Regions from separate parts of the Gossypium hirsutum genome. Here region 2 is linked to region 1. Evidence: chromatin contacts called from public Hi-C data. All regions are on one chromosome and are shown on one strand. The core of a region is the stretch at or near the end of the contact, and the rest is flanking DNA. Distances in the headings are between cores, read along the strand shown. Region 1 has its middle 18 kb from the start of LOC107930597. Region 2 holds the start of LOC107955926 (protein unc-50 homolog).

Region 1 (3,506 bases), core at 628-3,127:
AAAGTCAAAGGGTTAGCGTTGTACACAAACATTAGTACTTGGAAGAGACCATTTTTATGGGGTAATCAAAATTCTCCCTAAATTTTTTCTTTACTCTTGTGTATTTGCAACGGTTAATCCGATGGTTTGATGATCAATTCCTAATAATCGATTTGCATCCCTCTCGAGGGAAAAAATACAACATTTCCAATGAATTGTAGGGGAAATTCATCCCATAGACAACAATCGATGAAATACGCAACTAATATCCATCAAGAAAAGCCAACAAGTTGTCCTGGTGCGATTCCATACTCCTAAAAACTGTGCAAAAGAAAGGATAAAAAGGAAGATGAAAACCCGCCTCTAACAGATGTAAAGGCAACAATAAACCTTCTTTGGTATCGTTCAACCTCTTTCCCCCTTTAACAATCTCAAAGTTAAAAGCAAAGCTTGGCAATTTGATTCCCCGAACGGAAAGATGTCGAACCATTTCTGCCTTTTTTGTCATGCAATTGTATACGTTACTCTTTACAGGTACACATGCTTCGCGACGTTTCTTGCGACCGCCACCCTCATTTTCTAAACCAAACCCACTGCCCTGATTACCATGCCCACTATGGCCACCACCTCTACCACCCCAACCCATCCTAACTTTAGCCACATTAGATAAACAAACCAAGATAAAAATAAAAGAGAAATTGAGTGATTTATATATTCATAAGTTATCCTCTCATTTTGTGAATCCATTCTTAAACCAGATCTGGTTGAAACTGCAGAAGAAACCTAAGGAAGCCAAAATGAATAAGCAAGTTTGTAAGAAAATAAAGTCAAACTAAGAAGATGAGACATGAAAGTAAATTGTTAGGAAGACAATGATAAAATACAATCCAGGGATTAGAAATTTTTTTAAAATTTGAATTTATAAAACTTTTTAAGGAAACGAACAGTTAAAACAACAAAAATAACAATTAAAGCTTAAAACTTACATAGTAAGCCTTTAATTACACGAATCATGCATGCAATTGTGTATTAGAAAAGTCAATTTATAACTCTTCTTCAAAAAAGTGACAGACAAGTTGTTATAGAATACCTCATAACCCGTGACCCGAAATTTGATCCGTAACTGACACATTCACAATCTCGAGAGGTCAACATGATGGAATGCCTCGCAACCTCGTAAGGTGAAACACTAGCACCTCGCGAGGGAGGCATGCGGATACGCCTCGCAACCTTGAGAGGCAGGACACGTGAACACGTATGATTACTCTTCGATGCGAATCTTTTCTTAAAGACATGTCTAGGATATGTGTCAAACTTAAAGGGGCGATGTGTCACCCTCAATTATATACATGACACCTAGCTACCCCTAGCATGTCACATCAAAGGAATCGTAACTTATAAATAAGGAAAAACTGGTCCCAAGTGAAAAGAGAAAAAAATAAACCTCAACAAAGTCAAAAATGCGAAATTCAGTAATAATCAAGTTTTAACATCCACATCTAAGGGTAAGTTTGAATGGACGGTGTGTTTTTTTATGGTTAGTACAAAAACAACGGTGTTAATAAGGTTAAATACGATAATTTGAGATAAAAAATAAACTAAACGCATCGCATAATGTCCCACCGCTCAGCAAACCTACCCTTAAAAAAGAAAAGTTTTAATTTCCTAAGTGGAAGTGAACGTGACCGTGAACGTATCCAAGTTCATTTCACAATTAACATGTTATTGTTTTCTTCATTACACACCTAGATGGGTTAGTTTCTATTTTCTCTGTAGTTTCCCGATAAGCAAGCGTCTCATTCAAATCATCTTTCATTTCACGACCAGCTTGCCCGGCCCTACTTCACTGATCCCCTATTGGCTTACCCATTGTAAAAATCTTCGACGCTATTATCGAATCTTTTTATTCTTTTTACTCTACAGTCTACAGTCCCAACGTTTGAAGTTAAGTCACGCCTCTCTCTTAAATCTCTGTACATCGCTTCTTCACTTCTTCTTAAAACCCCTCAAAAGGACTGCCTCAAACAAGGAAGACAATGGCGTTTTCTGAGTTCAGGCCACTAGACGAGAACTCGCTCATCGAATACATTAAAGCCACGCCGTCTTTGTCATCGAAGATCGTCGACAACTATGATGGTTTAAAGATTAAGGAAGTTGGAGATGGCAATCTTAATTTCGTCTACATCATCGTTGGCCCTTCTGGTTCTTTTGTAATCAAGCAGGTTTCGCTTCTTCTTCTTCTTTTTTTTCTTTTTCCTTTTAATCATTAAATACTCGAAATTATGAAATGGGATATTCCATTTTTTGCGTAAAATGTCGAATACAGGCACTTCCCTACGTACGACTTATTGGGGAATCTTGGCCCATGACTAAGGAACGAGCATATTTCGAAGCGTTGGCGTTAAAACAACATGGTGCGTTATGCCCTGAACATGTTCCTGAAGTTTATCACTTTGACCGTACCATGTCCTTGATTGGAATGCGGTATTTAGAGCCGCCCCATATAATCCTTAGAAACGGGTTAATTGCTGGGATTGAATATCCTTTGTTGGCGGAACATATGTCAGAATACATGGCCAAGACTCTTTTCTGCACATCTCTCCTCTATCGGTCAACCACAGAGCACAAACGTGCAGGTAACGGACTCATATGCATTTTCTTTCTCAGTGTTTTTATGTTTTGAGTTTGGTTTTGGTGTAGTTTGAATGCTGTCACTGCAAGTACATTTGGGGATCATAAGTTAGGATTTATATAGATATAGATCGTGCACTAATAAAACTACATATTATGGAATTCTTGGTTGCAACATTGATTCATAACAAAGTTCTTGTTATATTTTGGGCCCGAATGCATCAAGTTTGATGAAACATATCAAACTATCGGTAGTTTAGGGAGTGTTGTATAATCTACTATCCAATATTTGAAATTGTATTAGAGCTTTAGAAAGTTTGCTGCTGGTGCTATTATTATCTGTTATATCTGACAAATGATTGCTCCATAATGTCTATATACCAAAGATTACTAGGGGAAAAGTATATTTTCTTATTCATTGAGTAAATGGCAAGTGTATGTTTAAGCCTGGTATTATATTAACCTATTTCTAACTATCTCCATATAGCTTCTTCCTTCAGTAGCCATTCAATGTTTAGATCTTCATGACCACGGATCTTGTCAATTCTTAGTGCAATTTTAGCAGTGACATGAATATGATTTTAATACCAGTAGTCATTCCAAATGTCATGGGAACTCATGGAATTAAGAAAAAAAATGCTTCTTTATATGCCTGTGGATATGAAGAATGAGCATTTCTGCTGATAAGCTTTGTCATTTTTCCTCTACTAGTCTGTTTGGAGCAAGTATATATGTGTTGTTTTAGATTAAAGAAATGCTATTTTCTAGTATTGATGGCTTTTAGAAGCTTCGAGATATGATGCTGATTCATTTACATTCAATGTTTTGTGCAGTGGCCGAATTTTGTGGGAATGTGGAACTATGCAGGCTCACTGAGCAGGTTGTTTTTTCTGACC
Region 2 (3,506 bases), core at 302-2,801, 100 kb before region 1:
CACAGAGAATATACCAAACTTACCTACTGCATCTTCTTTTCCTTGTTTGAGGGCAATGGAAGCTTACTTAAGACCGTTTCATCAAGTTTCCTGCACTGCTCTTGAAAGACTCTGTGCGCTACAGAAAGCTTCTCATCAATGTGAGGCTGGTACTTTTCATATACCAAAGGGACTGATAAAATAAGAATAACTCCTGTGGAACACATCCAAACAAATAAGCATAAATGAATAAAGTCAATGGAATCATCACAGTTATAAGACCGAACAGGGTCACATAACTTACCAATATAGACCAGAGTGAGGAAGTTGAAGAGGCTACCAATGAATGATACAAACCACAAGCTAAGGGCAACCTGATCAACAGACATTAAAAACTTTGCTAGTCAAGGGCATTTTAAGGTTTTATATCAATTAAATGATATTATATAAAGGAAAAGCTTAACCTTAAGAAAAACTTTCAAATTTCTGCCGATGGTAATGTCATGTGCAATTGACAATACACAATTAAGCCATATTTGTAACTCATCCGCGACAATCCCAATCGTTCTCTCAGAAATTTCCATATTAGGAATTGGCGGCAAAGGCCTGCATATGAAAGCAGAATCACTTCCATTTTCTTCTAAGAAATCATAATGCATTGTTCTCATAAAAAAAGAAGGAAACAACTGTCTTTTTTCTGGGTACGAGTATTTTCCATCAAAGCATGCAATAGGATAAGCAGTTAGTAAAGGAGAGATTAAAGAGTTTAGCAATGGAAAAACCTGTTGAGAAGTGAAGCAGATTTGGCCCACAAGAAGAGAATAACAATAAGGAGCAATAACACGTTGGCCACGAAAGTTAAGAAATTATAACCGGCTACTTCGAATAAGTACCACATCGTCGTTGCCGAGACTAGCATCACAGCTCCGCCACGCCATTTTCTCCACAATAGCACATCAGCAACTACCGGAAATACATGAACAAAATTAAACCCAGACCTCAAAAATAAAAAAATAAAACAATTAACAATCCCAAAATAAATCAGAATCATGTAAACCAGATGACATGTTGCTGAATAATATAATTAGACTACGGAATATTAGTTAGTATTCGGAAAATAAAAAATCCTCGAGAACACCCAATTATAGAAATGATCGTGGAAGCGAAACAGATCTATTGAGAAATGAAATGAAGAGGCTGCTGGGAATATATAGAAAGAGAAGGAAACCTGAGCCGCCACCAAGCGCTTTATGAACTGATGTACCAAGTGCAAGGCTGGAATCTCCCATGGGGCGGGCGATTGCTGAATTTCGTTTCTTCTGCAATTTGATATCAGGGAGAAAGGAGAAAAAAGGGAGAAGGAGAGGGAGAAACAAAAACGAAGGAAGGTCCTCATTAAAATGGGCTTTAAGCCTCTCCCTTAAGATGGGCTCATCGGGCCTGTTGTTTATTGAGTTATCTCTAGCCCGATTATGTAATGTAACTCTGGTCAAATCTTGGTTTTGGTTCTGTCAGGTCAGCCCAATTTTGCAGCCCATTTATGAGAAAGAGTTTAAATGAATCGGCATTTGAGGAAGGCAGGTGCCTAGTCAGAGTGACAGCGAGCCTGGGACGGAGAGAAAAACAGAGTCGTCGTCATTTTTACGCTTCCATCCGTAGACACAAACTAAGAGGTGTAAAAAGAAAACAAGGAAGAGATCCCTACAGATCTCGGATCAAACAGCCAAATCGAACTAACTCAAAGTCAGAGAAAAGGGAAGATGTTACCAACGGTGAGCAAAACGCGTTCCACGCCCTCCACATCTCGACCTAACTCCATGTTCCCCCAGTACCTACGTCGAATTGTCAAGGTCCATTCTCTTTCCCTCTCTCTGGATCTGATCTTCCATTTCATCTAATTTCTATCCCGGAGTTCGAATCTTGTTGCAATTAGGAATAAGACTTGTCGGTGTTGCTTCCTTTGTCCTTTTTTTTCCTCACTTCACGTTGCATCTTTGCTCAAGTTCTTGATTGAATGAAATTTACAGATTTTACATTCTAATTTTTATTCATTATTGTAATTAATTCCAGTCTTAGGACTTAGTGGCGGGTAATATCTGGCGTTAGAAAGTAGATTAAAAAGGTTGGGATGTTATAAAAGAGAAGTCATTAGTGTGAAATCCAATCTAGAAGTAAATTCTAATTTCAATGTGGGAGAAGTAGTGATGAGAGAGTTAGGTGGTTTTGGCGTAATCAGACTTTGGATCCTTATGTGATTCACGAATTTCATCCTGGAAATATGCCAAGTTAACAATAACCTGGACCATTTTAAATTGAATCCCTACCATTCAGGGGTAATCTTATAATAAAATTAGTAATTTGACTTTGATGTATGTCTTTGCTGATTTGAGCAATATTGCATTGTTTTGCTAAGTTTTGAATGGTTTAATCCTCCCAAGTAATTTTGTGTCTAATGTATTTTCTTACTTGTCTTTTTCTTATATGTTTGTTATTTATTTAACTTAGATTTGGATGTAGGCCTCTGTTATAGCTGCGTGTGGGAATTTTCTCTTTTTTATATTTGAAGTATTATGCTAAAATGTATCAGTCATAGATGTTGAATTGCAATTGAACAATATATGCAATTAACTTGTAGAATGAATTGTGCTATTACACATTTCCTCATCATCATCATTGCTGTATATGGCTGCTTCATCTCATAGTGCTCCTCTTTCCTTTGTTGGTTTGTGTAGTGGCAACAAATGGATATTGAATATACTTTCTGGCAAATGCTTCACCTATGTACTGCACCAAAGGTTGTGTAAGTATCGACCCCTTACCATCATTCTACTTGATTTCTATCATCCCATATTATCATCAACTAGTTACTGAGTGCTAAATCCATATAATTCCAGGAGTAGATGAAATGTACCTATGTTGCTGACACTCCATTTTCTGCTGACTGATTTTCAATTCTCATTGTCTCCATTAGATACATTTCCGGAGTCTTGAAATGAAATTTGAGCTAGTAATTCACTCTATCATAGAAGACTTTTGAGTGTTTACCATCTATTAGTTTTTGGTCCAGAAATTAGTATTATTGAATGTTGATTATGTTTTTGGTCTGGGTAGAGGTTACAGGATTTTGACAGAAGGCTGCCTGTTGTATCCGGTATGGGAAACTTGTTATTGCTTGTCTGTGCCTATTGAGGGTTGGTTTTTTTTTTTTTTTTGGGGGGGGGAGGGGCTTTTATTTGGGAATGACGGGTTATTTGCAGGAAGGAAAGTCTTTTGAGTGTTGAAATATGCTTTTCTAATTATTTTAGTTCTATTGTGCATATGAATTACTATGGCGGATGCAGCTATCAGCACACAAAATATCACAAACGTAAGTTCGTTTCTGTTTAATTTACTTTTCTTAAAAATATGTTTATGTTAGCTACTTAAGTTCTAGCTACAATGTTTTTAATCATGGCATGCTACTTTTGTTCCTAGATATAAGTGACTGCAAATTAGTTGTGTTTCAAGTGACTTGCACACTATCTAGC

Evidence for each region. A called contact is a pair of places that touch in the nucleus more often than the background predicts.
Region 2: a Hi-C map of leaf shows a contact between it and region 1, with 1.8 times the contacts expected there. The contact joins the promoter of LOC107955926 here to the enhancer-like site in region 1. A contact is called at or near these places in 2 of 34 Hi-C or Micro-C datasets (both in leaf).

What each region holds. Positions count from the first base shown.
Region 1 is chrD12:2,793,427-2,796,932 of Gossypium_hirsutum_v2.1, reverse strand. It overlaps the pseudogene LOC107930536. Among protein-coding and RNA genes, the nearest start is that of LOC107930597, 18 kb to the right of the region's middle. Within about 2 kb of position 1,877, at least 6 of the 9 cell types and tissues checked have an H3K27ac peak or open chromatin away from gene starts, as enhancers often do. A contact at or near this core is called in leaf, where this site is marked.
Region 2 is chrD12:2,895,656-2,899,161 of Gossypium_hirsutum_v2.1, reverse strand. LOC107955926 (protein unc-50 homolog) reads left to right here and starts at 1,551. Exons shown (of 10, transcript XM_041108225.1): 1 at 1,551-1,829; 2 at 2,712-2,779; 3 at 3,321-3,346. The coding sequence starts at 1,740. LOC107953374 (reticulon-like protein B11) reads right to left here and starts at 1,370. Exons shown (of 6, transcript XM_016888672.2): 1 at 1,208-1,370; 2 at 762-942; 3 at 444-585; 4 at 284-353; 5 at 24-193. The coding sequence starts at 1,268. The coding sequence ends at 24.